Linked DNA regions of Mus musculus: region 2 is linked to region 1. Evidence: chromatin contacts called from public HiChIP or PLAC-seq data. All regions are on one chromosome and are shown on one strand. The core of a region is the stretch at or near the end of the contact, and the rest is flanking DNA. Distances in the headings are between cores, read along the strand shown.

Region 1 (6,181 bases), core at 2,107-4,606:
GCAGAAAAGAGCAGTTGCTCATGACACCAGAATAGAAAGCTCTAAAACAGGGCGTGGTGGTACACACCTTTAATCCCAGCACTCAGGAGACAGAGGCTGCCAAAAGCTGTCAATTCCAGGCTGGCCTGATCTACACAATGAGTCTCAGAACAGCAGGGGCTCTGCAGAGAGCCTGTCTCAAACAAAACAAGCGGACGAACTTTAAAAAACATATACTTTCCCCTAGAGTCAATAATTATTTTAAGGCCCCCCCTCTCCCAAAGTAGGCTGCCCTCAGTTCTGTTATAATACACAAAACTTACAACTTTAATTTAGCTCATTAAAAATCAGCTATCTGGGCTGGAGAGATGGCTCAGCAGTTAAGAGCACTGACTGCTCTTCAGAAGGTCCTGAGTTCAAATCCCAGCAACCACATGGTGGCTCACAACCATCTATAATGGTTTCCGATACACTCTTCTAGTGTGTCTGAAGACAGCTACTGTGTACTCATATGCATAAAAATAAATAAATCTTTAAAAAAAAATCAGATATCCACTTACTGATGAAAACTATCTTTTTTGTTTTGGTTTGGTTTTTCGAGACAGGGTTTCTCTGTATAGCCCTGGCTGTCCTGGAACTCACTCTGTCGACCAGGCTGGCCTCGAACTCAGAAATCCGCCTGCCTCTGCCTCCCGAGTGATGGGATTAAAGGCGTGCACCACCACGCCCGGCGAAAACTATCTTTTAGAAATACAGTTCCTGTGTGCAAAAGCCACTTTAAGTTTTAAATGGAGAAAAACGTGCAGGGGAGGAGGGATGGGGTGGGGAGAACCAGGAGCTGAGTTGCAAATATTCCACCTTTCCACCTTTCCCAGTACTGAAGAGCTCTCTACCCTAAGCTGCAGCAGTTTTCCTCATTTCCCGGGCCTTTTAAAGTGACAGGAACCCAAGTGCAGTCATGGGTTCCATCAGAGGCCTGATAACAGCTCACTGTTCTGAGGAGAGGTACTGACTTCCCAAAACACTCTCCAAAATAAGAGCTGACAAATGGACTGGCTTGCTGTATGGTTGGGTTTCACTTCGATTTTAAAGATGATTAAATATTTGAATACACTATGAAAGTGGTTCACATCTTAATTTTTTTTTTAAACGGCAGAAAGAAATGGGGGAAGGAAAAAGGATAACTATGTTGAAGTTTCCCCCAGATACAAGAAGATAAGATGTAAAAGCAGTCAGCTATTGAAGTCCGAAACACTGCTCACCTGCCCCATTCTTTATCTGTTAAAGGTGAAACATGGCTAGACTCATTTCTCTTAAATAAAAGATAAGCTCAATGAGATAAAGACATAGGGGCAGAGTATGCAGCTCCTTGCAGCTCTGAGGTGGGAGCACTCACCTAGCCTGCATAAGGGCCTGCCCCACCCATGCTTTCCCTCCCCCAAGTACACCTATTAAACACTCCAAAATAAATGGCTAGCCAATTCTCCTGGTGAAATCCTGCACTTAAGAGTCATCTCTAAAAGCAAACAAAAAAGAAGATAAAACAAGTTTTACAACTTTTGACACCCTATTGTGGTATTCAAATCTGCCCTTCAAACTGACCCTGGTTTGTGTGTGTGTGTGTGTGTGTGTGTGTGTGTTTACAGGCATCATGAAAACTGTTTATTTTTGGATGTTGATAATCAGCCTCAAAAGGCGGGGGAGGGGGCTTGGATGCCACTAGAAAAGTGTTGGTGGGACAGTGTAAATCCAAAGATAAATCCAATGGTAGAAAAGGGTCACGGTTCTCTAACGTTGAAAGTGAAAGACACCATAAAATGTACCTTTCTTAATGAAGCCTTAATAGTTTCTACCTTTAAATTCTAATAGCTGCCTCCCTTCTCCCCACAGGTACTCCCTGGAAACCTGGAGACCATCAAATTTAGAACATGATGTTCCAAAAACACTGCAAAACACATGTGGGACTGGATGATACGATACGGTACTTATCTATTAATATATTAATTTACTGAGCCACTATCTTTATGAACTTAGTAAAAAAAAAAAATGCAAGTGAAAAATAACTTGTACCTCATCACCACTACTGGCAGCCAATGAAAATGAAGCAGGTTTTGACCCCGACCCTGCCAACCCGGTTCAAGAACTTGGGAAAATACCAACGCCTGTTTCATAATACAGGTACTTTTTTTCTTCCCGTCCTTTAATAAGCTCTCTAGACAGACCTTTTTAAATCTTCCTAATTAGTTAGCAGCGTCCTTCAACCCACATATCAGGTGTCCCACATTTTCTGTATGTCCCGCCTAGAAAACAAACCCGATTGCCCCATTTTCGGAAAGGTAAACTCAGCTCCAGGCAGCTACCTATGAAGTCACCGCGTTTGTTATTTCAAAGATGCAATTAAGCGAAAATGACAGAAGGTTGTCTAAAAGATTAGTCGCAAATACGGGGAGGTGTCGATCTTACACAGGGAAAGAAACCTGCACTCTGTGACTCGCTCCCATGTCTCCCCATCCTCGCTTCTCCAATACACAACAGAAGGAAATTAAATTTCCAAAGTTCCTTGACTTTGGCTTAACTTTTAACTTTGCAGCTCTCGGCGCTCACGTTATCGAGCAAAGTGGAGAAAAGAAAGGCTGGCCTGCAGCAGAGAGAAGCAAACTTTACTAGAGCCTGTCCCCGTCCCTACCCCCTTCTCGGAGCCCTTACACAGACACATTCTTCTGGGCGGCTTCTAACCACACCATGTCCACAATCATTTACAGAAATTAGAAACAGACTCCGGGAGCCCTTCCCACCGCGCGCTCGGCGCAAGGCTGTCCGCACCAGCTCCACGGGGCAGCGTCACTCGCTGTGGCCCACAGCCCGTCGCTCCCTCCCACTCGGGGGTCTCAGCCAGGATTAAACTGCAAGCAGCTCGCGCTCCCCGCCCTCGGCGCACCAGGGATGCCACCATCCGAACCGAGGGGAGCCGAAGAGACGTCCCAGAGGCCCGCACATCCCACCCCCCGGGTCCGGCCACGCGTGCTTCTTACCGGCGCGTGGGGAGCCCCGGTGCGGCGACCGGAGCGCAGCGCGCGGGCACCGAGAGCCGCCGCCTCTTCTTCCCCGAGCTGCTTCGGGCGTGCGCAGAGAGGGTCGGCGGCGACAGAAGCAGCATCGCCGGGCGGCGACCCCCGCCGAGCTCCCGCCCGCCCGCCGCGACTTCGCAGCGCCTCAACGACGGCCGCCCGCGCGCGGCGCTGTCCAGGAGGCTGAGGCGGACGGGAGAGCCGGGGAGCGCTGCTCGGCAGCGGCGCGGAGACCTCGGAGAACTGTGACCATGGTGTGTCACCCTCGCCGCGGCGCGCCCGGCCCAGCTCCTCACGGCGCGCAGCTCCTCCTCGGCCCGACGCATCGGCCCCGCCCCTTGCCCTGTCAGTCAACCCCGCCCGCGCGCGGACAGGACCGCAGGTCCGGGACCCTGCACTCCGCTTCTCCCCATTGGTCCGCCAGGAGCCCCACCCCGCCTCCTCCCTTGGGACCGAGTCTCTGGGGAGACCTGCGCCCCGGTTGCCATGACAACCGGTGCCTTGGGTCGGGCTCCTCACTCTTCTTTTGGCCCCGCGCTGGGGTCGAGGGCGCCAGGGCAGGGTTCTGCTGTGTGCACTCTCCACTGTGCAGACTTGGGGATGAAGCCTCTTGGGCTCCCCCAACTTCAGACCCAGAACTTTCCGAAACGCGCGAGGAAGAGTGACAGACGCGAAGCTGCCGGCCCCTCCCCCTCCTCGCAGCCTTGCTCCCAGATTCTCTCCGGGCGACCCAGGCAATGAAAGAAGGTGGAGAGAGAGGGAACGTCGCCCTGCCAGCTCCCCCAGCTACACAGCAACCGAGAAATGGTGTGGGCAGTGAATCGGCTCCGCCGGGTTCCCACAGCTGTGAAGAGACTTTCAAAGGTGTGCTGCGACAGCACAGCCTCAAAGATCCCCCCGGAAAACTCAAATACTCGCGTTTTCGTGAGAAACAAGATTTTTGCCCTGATATTTTGTGAACTTGGCAACCCCAGCGTTAAAAGTTTTACGGTAAAACCACCTAATTGATAAACCATTTCTTTAAACACACAACAGCTTGGCGAAGGTGTATCCTCGTAGCGATTTCTTTCCTGCAAACTAAAACATTCTAAGTTCAATTATTTGCAAGGAAACCTTGCAGAATTCACGAGCAGAATAGCATCTTGTAATGTGGGTTTTAAAGGGTTTTTTGCTATCGTTCTCTTTGGTGCTATATAAGGTTACTAATACATTCAGTAACACATACAGGGTTAATTTTGTCTGAGATCCTATATGGACCTTTATTTACTTTAAGGATCTCCTCAAAATGGAGAGAAGAGGCTCGTCTGGCTTCTCCGGGCAAGCTGCAATCCCAGGTTCCCCAGCCCCTGAGGCTTTGGTACAGGTGTGATGAATGAGGGAATTAATTAATGATTTACCTTTGGCTACTATTTGAGTTTTCATTATCTCATTTACTAAATGAATAGCTGTGATGGATGTCTTCAAATATGCCTTGCACGTACGCACTGAATGGCATCTCTCTAACTCCATGGAAAACGAGAGCAGAAACCCAAATCCCTGTCCTCAAGGAGTCAAACATGGAGCCTGAGGGAGAAAGCTAGCCCTCCAGGAACAATCTGAAACCTGGGACCAAAAGGTTTAGCCAGTACAGCAGCAAAGGCATACCAATGGAGGAGGGGAACTTAATCTGGACTTTAAGAACGGAGCTAAATTGAGGGAGAGCAGCTAAGGGGAACCACCACAGAAAACTAGAGAGCAGCAGGAGGTCAGAAAACAACAGTGAGCAGGGCCGGCCTGTGGGAGTGGAGACAGAGAAGACTTGTAGCCCTTCCCCCAGTTTTGAAAGTTCCGGCTCATTTATCAGGGAGGTAAGATAGGGAGAGGCCTGTTTAGAGGAACAAAAACGGAATACTTGCCTGCTTGCCACTGAAAGAAAATTGATACAGTTATTTGAAGGAAAGAAACCATCCATAAAGCTTGCAATGGCTTGTGATCTGTCAGAAAGAAGGTAGAAACAGTACAGAGAGAATGGTGGCTGTAAACTTCCCCAAAAAAAAAAAAAAAAAAAAAAAAAAAAAAAAAAAAAAAAAAAAAGATAAGCTATACTGTTGTGAGCCATTTCTTTTCTTTTGCATGAAGCCACTTCAGGTGGCTGCCCTCGGGCTTCTTTCTATAGTAATCCCCTGTTTGGGAGAAGCTGAATGGCTCGCTTAAAAATAAAACCAGAAACACAAAAGAGAAACCTACAAGCTAATCTGTTTGAACATACTGTAGTTTGTAGTTTTTTAAACAAAGAAAGAAAATACTAATAAACAGGACCATGAACCATCTTACAAGTGATATGACACATTTAAGAGGAATTATTTTATGTCTATAGAAAGAGTCCAGTAATAGAAAAAAGTTATATAATTGACTATGTTCCTAGGTCAAAGGAGACAATAGTATACGTGACAAGTGATGCTGATAATTCTTGTAATATCCAGCAGTACTCTTAATAAAAAGTTTACTTTGAAAAAGATAATTTTTTAAAATAGCTGTTTTACAACAAAGCCAGCAATGTGCATTATAATGAAACACTGTATTTATTCCCACTGCAGACAGGGACAAGGCAAGAATGTTCCCATCTGACCATGCAACAGTGAGACTGATAGTGCCCTTAGATAGGAAACATGACTGAGAAATTAAATGTAACAGTGCAAGTTAATCAGGGCGATCTTAGTTCCTTTCATATGCTTACTAGCTATTTTACTTCCCGTTACCAAAAATAGTCTCTCATGTTTTCTTCTAAAACTTTTGTGGACTTTTTTTTTTAACTATACTTTTATTTTTTCATTCAAAACGTCTTACTCATTATTGTTATTATCATTGTGCGTGTGTGCACATACGGATGGACGTCAAGGGAAAGCCATGTGGAAGGAGTTCTCTGTTTCCATCGTTACGTGTACTTGGAATGTAGTGTTGGGGTCTGCTATAGGGTGGTCTTTCCATGCTGCATGAACTATTCTGAACGTTGTGTGTCCCAAGCATGGTCTCTTAGTAATAAACAACCCAAGGCCCATATGATGTTTTGCACCCAATTAACTTTTGCTTCTACGGAAATCATCTACATGTTCCAACAAATCCACAAAGGCAGGCAGTCTCTAGTGCTCTAAAAT
Region 2 (6,181 bases), core at 1,014-3,513, 250 kb before region 1:
TTGGCGAATGCTGGCTCAAGACATATCCCTCAAGTATTTGTCTCCATCATTAACACATGGAATTTTCCGTATGTGTCTGTGTCCAGATTTCCCTCTATTATAAGGGCATCTGTCACTGCATTTACGTGTCACTGAATTTAGGAACTATCCTGTCTGGTATGACCCCATTTTAACTCAAGGGCATCTGTAGCAATATCATTCTCAAATGAGGTCACAGTCACAGATAGACATGCCTTGGGGGTTGGGGGAAAATGACTTAGCGTGTGTAGAAGGCTATCCCACTGGGCAGGTTTTCCTTCAGCAATGTCAAGGTTATTACTGGGTGGGGCTTTGTTTAAGCACCTTACAAAGCTGTTGAAGTTTAACTAGAAATAGAAGTAGTTTCACATTATAAAATCTGCTATATACTTTTTATTACGTTTCTTATTTATCATGCATTTGTGTATGTGCCGGTGTGTATCAGAGTACGCAGGTAGAGGTCAGAGGACAACCTGCAAGACTGGATTCTCTCCTTCTATCACGTGTGTGGGACCTGGAAACTGACCTTGGAAACTTGCATCTCTACAAGTTGAGACAGCTTGCTGAGCCCTGGGGTGTGTGTGTGTGTTTGTTTAGGTTTTATTTGTTTGTTTTGTTTTGTTTTTCTTTTGAGGCAGTGTCTCTCTATGTAGGTCCCAGGGTCCTGGAACTTCCAGAGATCTGCAATCTTCTTTTGTAAACCAGTCTGTTCTCAAAATTCATTTTCCTATCTCTGCCTCCAAAGTGTTAGATACACTTAAAAAATGTATGTGTGTGTGAGTGTGTGAACACACTTGATCCATCCACTAGCAGAGGTTAGACCCTATCACTCCCTCCCTGTTACTCCATCTGAGGCAGTCTCTTTCTTCATTGGGGCTCCTGTTGCTTGGCTAGGCTGGCAGCCAGCAGCCTCCTGTTTCTATCCTCCTTGGAGCCCAAGCGACAGGCATGAGCTGGACACCCAGCTTCTTACGGGGTGCTGGATCTGAACCTGCCTGCTCAAGATTTTTGAGCAAGCACTTTAAAAATTATTATTATTTTTTAAATTTATTTATTATTATATCTAAGTACACTGTAGCTGTCTTCAGATGAACCAGAAGAGGGCGTCAGATCTCATTACGGATGGTTGTGAGCCACCATGTGGTTGCTAGGATTTGAACTCAGGACCTTCGGAAGAGTAGTCGGTGTTCTTAACCATTGAGCCCAGCCCTAAAAATCATTTTTTTAAAAAAAGATTTATTTATTTATTATATGTAAGTACACTGTAGCTGTCTTCAGACACTCCAGAAGAGGGCGTCAGATCTCGTTACGGATGGTTGTGAGCCACCATGTGGTTGCTGGGATTTGAACTTCGGACCTTCGGAAGAGCAGTCGGGTGCTCTTACCCACTGAGCCATCTCACCAGCCCCTAAAAATCATTTTTAATGTTATGTTTCATATGCTGTTTTGCCTGCATGTCTGTATATGCACCATGTGTAAGCTTGGTATCTGCAGAAGTCAGACGTCATTAGATCCCTGGGAATTGGAGTTCCAGAGGGTGTGTGCCACCATGTGTGGTACTGGGAACCAAACCGGGGTCGTCTGAAAAGGCAACAAGTTCTCTTAACCATGGAACCACCCCTTGGTCCTTGGACAAATATTTAAAACTATAGTAAAGACCTCTGTGAGTTCAAGGCCAACCTTGTGAGTTCTAAGACAGTCAGGCTGATGTAGAGAAAGCCTGTCTCAAAAATAAATAAGTAAATAAATAAATAAAATAAGATTTTAAGGAAGTTGATAAATTTTCACGGGAGGGGAAAGCCCCTAAATAGCTAAGTCAATGTTGGAAACTGGAATAAAAAGTGGCTTACATTGCAAATAAATAAGTATTGAATGTCGTTGGCACAAGAATATTAGATAAATGGGGAGCTGGCAGCCATATGGAAATAGTAAAACATCATGAGTAACATCATCCCTAACATCATGTATAACGTTAGACACACGGAATGACTTAAATGTATAAATGTGAACAACAAAACACAAAACAGTCATACCTCCCTACCCTGAGGATTGGTTTCAGGAGCCCCACCCCAGAAGGGACTCCATGGATACTCAGATCATATATAAAATGGTCTAGTGTTTGCATTCACCTTACACACATCCTCTTGTATACTTTAGGTTGTCTGTAGGTTACTATAAGACTAATATATACTGCAGGGGTTTGGAAATGATTTGAGGGCTGGTTTCAATCAGCAACAGGCACGGGAAAGCGTCTGAACGTTCAGTTCAGTATGGATGTTAATCACCCTCACCACAGGGAGCTTTAGCTCCGTTCTGTTTGGGGGCTGGGCATTCTGGTAAGTGAATCCTACTGTTGATCTACATCTGGAATCTACATCTGGAATATATACCCCAGACATCCGTTTATTTATTCATTATTTTATTTTATTTTATTTTATTTTGAGACAGGGTTTCTCTATATAGCCCTCGCTATCCTGGAACTCACTCTGTTGACCAGGCTGGCCTCAAACTCAGAAATCCACCTGCCTCTGCCTCCTAAGTGCTGGGATTAAAGGCATGCACCACCACTGCCTGGCTATTCATTTATTTTTGATACTGGGTCCCACTAGCCCTTGCTAGCCTGGACTTCAGTATGTTGACCAGGCTGCCTTCAAACTCACGGTGGTGTTGAACTGCTGGTCCCAGGCTTCTACCTCCCATGTGTTGAGGTCACACCTGAGCCGCCGTGCCTTGCTCAAGTTCTATTTTTCAAACCAGGGCCAGGTAAGAATGTCTTAAACCCAGAAAAGTCCAACTGAAAAGCAAAACACTGAGGAAAATTACAGATTAAAGACTTCTTGCTGTCTCAGATCGTACCAGGCAAGTTAAACAAGGCAGACCAGAGAAGGAATAAATTGTCCAGGTGAAAGCAGAGGGAACCTCCCTCCTCCACTCCCTCCCAGGACCTCGGACTCCCTCAGAAGCCAGCATGGACTCTGCCTGGCCACTGAGCTGGAAGGAGCCTTGGGTTTGTGTTGTGGGTCATGCTGCCCACCTTGTGCTGGTGCCTCTCCCGTTCCCGCTGCCTGGTTCATGTTTGCAAACATACCCAGAGCTGCAGCAAACAGCTCTTTTACAAAGCAGACACAGATGAAATACCAACCAGCTATACAGCAAGCTCAAGGCCAGCCTGGCCTACATGAGACCTTGACCCCCAAAAAGAAGGCTGAATCACTCTCTGACAATGTGGTGAGAGGTTAGGATAGTGGTGCAAGATTATGGAGGTTTTTTTTTGTGTGCATTCACGTGCATATACAAATTTGTAGATAAGGAGACAAAGACTGAAGTTGAATATTTTATTGTTTGTTTTGAGGTGAAAATTCTGGAATTTGGGTTTCTGTAAAGATTTATTTATTTATTATATGTAAGTACACTGTAGCTGTCTTCAGACACACCAGAAGAGGGCATCAGATCCCATTACAGATGGTTGTGAGCCACCATGTGGTTACTGCGATTTGAACTCAGGACCTCTGGAAGGGCAGTCAGTGCTCTTAACCACTGAACCATCTTTCCAGCCCATAGTATAAGAACATGTTTTTGTTCTAATCCCAGGTGTGGGGATATGGGGCTGCTTTGCAGCAGCTGACCATCATTTTCCTTATGCTCTACCAGAGGCATGGTTTTGCCAGCTGCAGATAGTTTCTGTGATCATATGACATTTGGAGTTCTGGGAACTTTTCAGAAGGTATATAAATGCAAGGGCCCTGAGAGGCAGGGTCGGTGGTTGTTGGTCATGGTTTGGTAGTAGTCATTGCTCAAACAAGAAACTAAAGGAAAAAAATTAGACTCAGGGGTTTCTCTCTTCTCTATCCTTCTACCTCTTCTACCTAGTAATAGAGGGAAGACGTGGAGGAGAGGGAAAGGGAGGGGTTAAAGGGTGGGACAAAAGAAGAACCTACAAAGTAGCAAAGATTGGCTACAGGGTTTCAATTTGTAGCCCTGGCTGTCCTGGAACTCACTCTGTAGACCAGGCTGGCCTCAACCTCAGTGTCTTGCCTGCCTCTGCTTCCCAAGTGCTGGGACTAAAGGTGTGTACCACCATCACCCTAGCTGAATAACTTACTCCCTTCCTTATTTATTTATTTATTTATCTATTTATTTATTTATTTATTTGGTTAAAGTCGCATACAGAGCTCCCTGAGTGCCTAGACTGGTTGACCAGGAAGCTCCAGGGATGGTTGTAAAAGTAACTTTTATTTTTCTGTTTTATTTGTTATCTCCTCGGCTTACTGCCTCTCTCTGCTAATCTAGGGCTGGTCCTGGAAGCTTCCAGCCTCCAATCAATCTTAACTAGGCATAGAGTGTTTTCAGCCTCTGAGACTTACTGCTGAATAACCTCACCCCTTCCTAGTTTTTTTTTTTTTTTTTTTTTTTTTTCTGAGCTCTGGCTGGCTGGTCAACTTAGCTCTTCTGGCTCAAACTCCTCTAAGCTGACTGATTCAATCTGGCTTCTTTCTCTAGGCCTCTTCTGAATTGCTATGCTTCATCTTATTCTAACTTTGGCAAACTGTTCTTCTGGCCCCTTCTGATTCTCTGGCTCACTCTGCCTTCACCTGTGTCTAGCTTGTTCTCTCTTCAACCTGTCTCTGTATAACTCTCCTGGTAAAAACTGCCCTGCCTCGTTTCCCTTTTCTCTTTTTCTCTTCTCTGCCTGCACTGATCTCTTCAGTAGCTCCCCTTTCTTCTGTTCTTTGAGAGTTGGGCAGATCCTATTCTGCCAGATCTTTCTCTGATTTGTCACTTTGCCACTCAACTAGACATCACTTCCAAACATGTCGTTCCCTTCTACAAACTAACTTTACCTTCATTGTTTGGAGTTAAAGGTGTGTACTAAGGGCGTGTCTGTATTCCAGTCAGAGGGATTAGAAGTGTGTGCTAAGGGCAGAGCCACACCACAACTAGAAACAAGTTTTTTTCAATAAATGACACAATCTCGGGGTTCACAGTGGGATCAAATGTCCTGAGACAGTCATGTCTCTGTCCCTCCCTCTGAAGCTCCAGCCCTGGGTTACAGATTTGTGCTGTCACTTCTGGATGTATAGGTGAGTGGGGGATCCAAGCTTAGGTCTTTACACTCTCCCAGCTTCTTACCTTGAATTTCTGATCCTCCACCTGCACTGCGAATACAAGTGTGTGCCATTGGGCCTGGTGCTAGATCTTAACTTGTAAATTCTTGCTAAGAGCGAGTGATAGGACAAATAGTCGAAGGCAGGAACTGGCCCCTGAGAGGCCTGTTGTCAGAAGAAGGGATGGAGGCTTCACATGAGTTCACCAAGGATAGCAGTGGCCCAGCGACGACGAGGATTTCCTGCTCCCCAGAGTTTCTAGCTAAGTGCAGCCGACAGCTTCCTTAACATTCCTGAGACCTAGCTTCTCCCTGAACAAGGATATTAGGACAAAAAAAACAACAGTGAGTGAAGCGCCTGACAATTTAGGAACATTGGGTATTGTTGCTGGAACTCCTGGGATGCAAGCTGTGGCAGGAGGATCAGTCAAAGAAAGAAACAAAGCCAAAATCTCTACAAAATCTTTGTCTGAGCTCAGAGAGACAAGGACTTGGTGCAGTGCTGTGGGGTGAGTGCTTTCTGTCCCTTACACCAGCTGGGAGAGCAGCCTCTGTATTAATTGGCTGTTGATAAGGCTTAGCCTGAGCTGAGTGACCTGGATGTTGGATACTCCCAGGCTCCCGTGCAAAGGTGTTGCTCCTGAGAGGTCACTACTGCTCAGGACCTGGACTCCTAAGATGCCCCCTCACCCAGCCAAACCTCTATCCAGTCACCTTCATTTCCCAAGCTGCACTGCTTCACAATCTCTGCCCTGATTCCTTTTCATTATAACTTGGTTGTTTTATGCGAAGCTTTTTATTGCTTTTTGAAACAGAGTCATGTGGATCTCAGGCTGTCCTCAACCTTAGTATGTGGCCACAGATGTCACTGAATTCCTGGCTCTTTGCTTCTACCTCCAGGCCTGTGCCACCTTGATGAACTTCCACCACTCCCCCATCCCTCAAACTTCCTATCTGGTCCTTCTGCCTTTTTAAAAAATTAATTAATTAATTAATTAATTTTGCCACTCCCTCACCACACAGTCTCTTTACATCATCCTGAACTTCCGATTCTCCTGC

Evidence for each region. HiChIP or PLAC-seq counts read pairs in DNA pulled down with a chosen protein or histone mark.
Region 2: an H3K4me3 HiChIP or PLAC-seq map of craniofacial prominence shows a contact between it and region 1, with 2.8 times the contacts expected there. The contact joins the enhancer-like site here to the promoter of Ptpn13 in region 1. A contact is called at or near these places in 14 of 39 promoter capture datasets (the 3T3-L1 cell line, 3T3-L1-derived adipocytes, the C10 cell line and 8 more), 9 of 115 datasets of contacts at active chromatin or transcription factors (craniofacial prominence, embryonic basal ganglia, embryonic hindbrain and 4 more) and 3 of 9 other capture datasets (adipose tissue, embryonic stem cells and liver).

Annotation. Positions count from the first base shown.
Region 1 is chr5:103,422,367-103,428,547 of GRCm38.p6, reverse strand. It overlaps Ptpn13 (protein tyrosine phosphatase, non-receptor type 13), which reads right to left and starts at 3,356. Exons shown (of 48, transcript NM_011204.2): 1 at 3,012-3,356.
Region 2 is chr5:103,670,788-103,676,968 of GRCm38.p6, reverse strand. No RefSeq gene overlaps it. Among named protein-coding and RNA genes, the nearest start is that of Gm25721, 16 kb to the right of the region's middle. Within about 2 kb of position 2,263, at least 9 of the 459 cell types and tissues checked have an H3K27ac peak or open chromatin away from gene starts, as enhancers often do. A contact at or near this core is called in craniofacial prominence and second pharyngeal arch cranial neural crest, where this site is marked.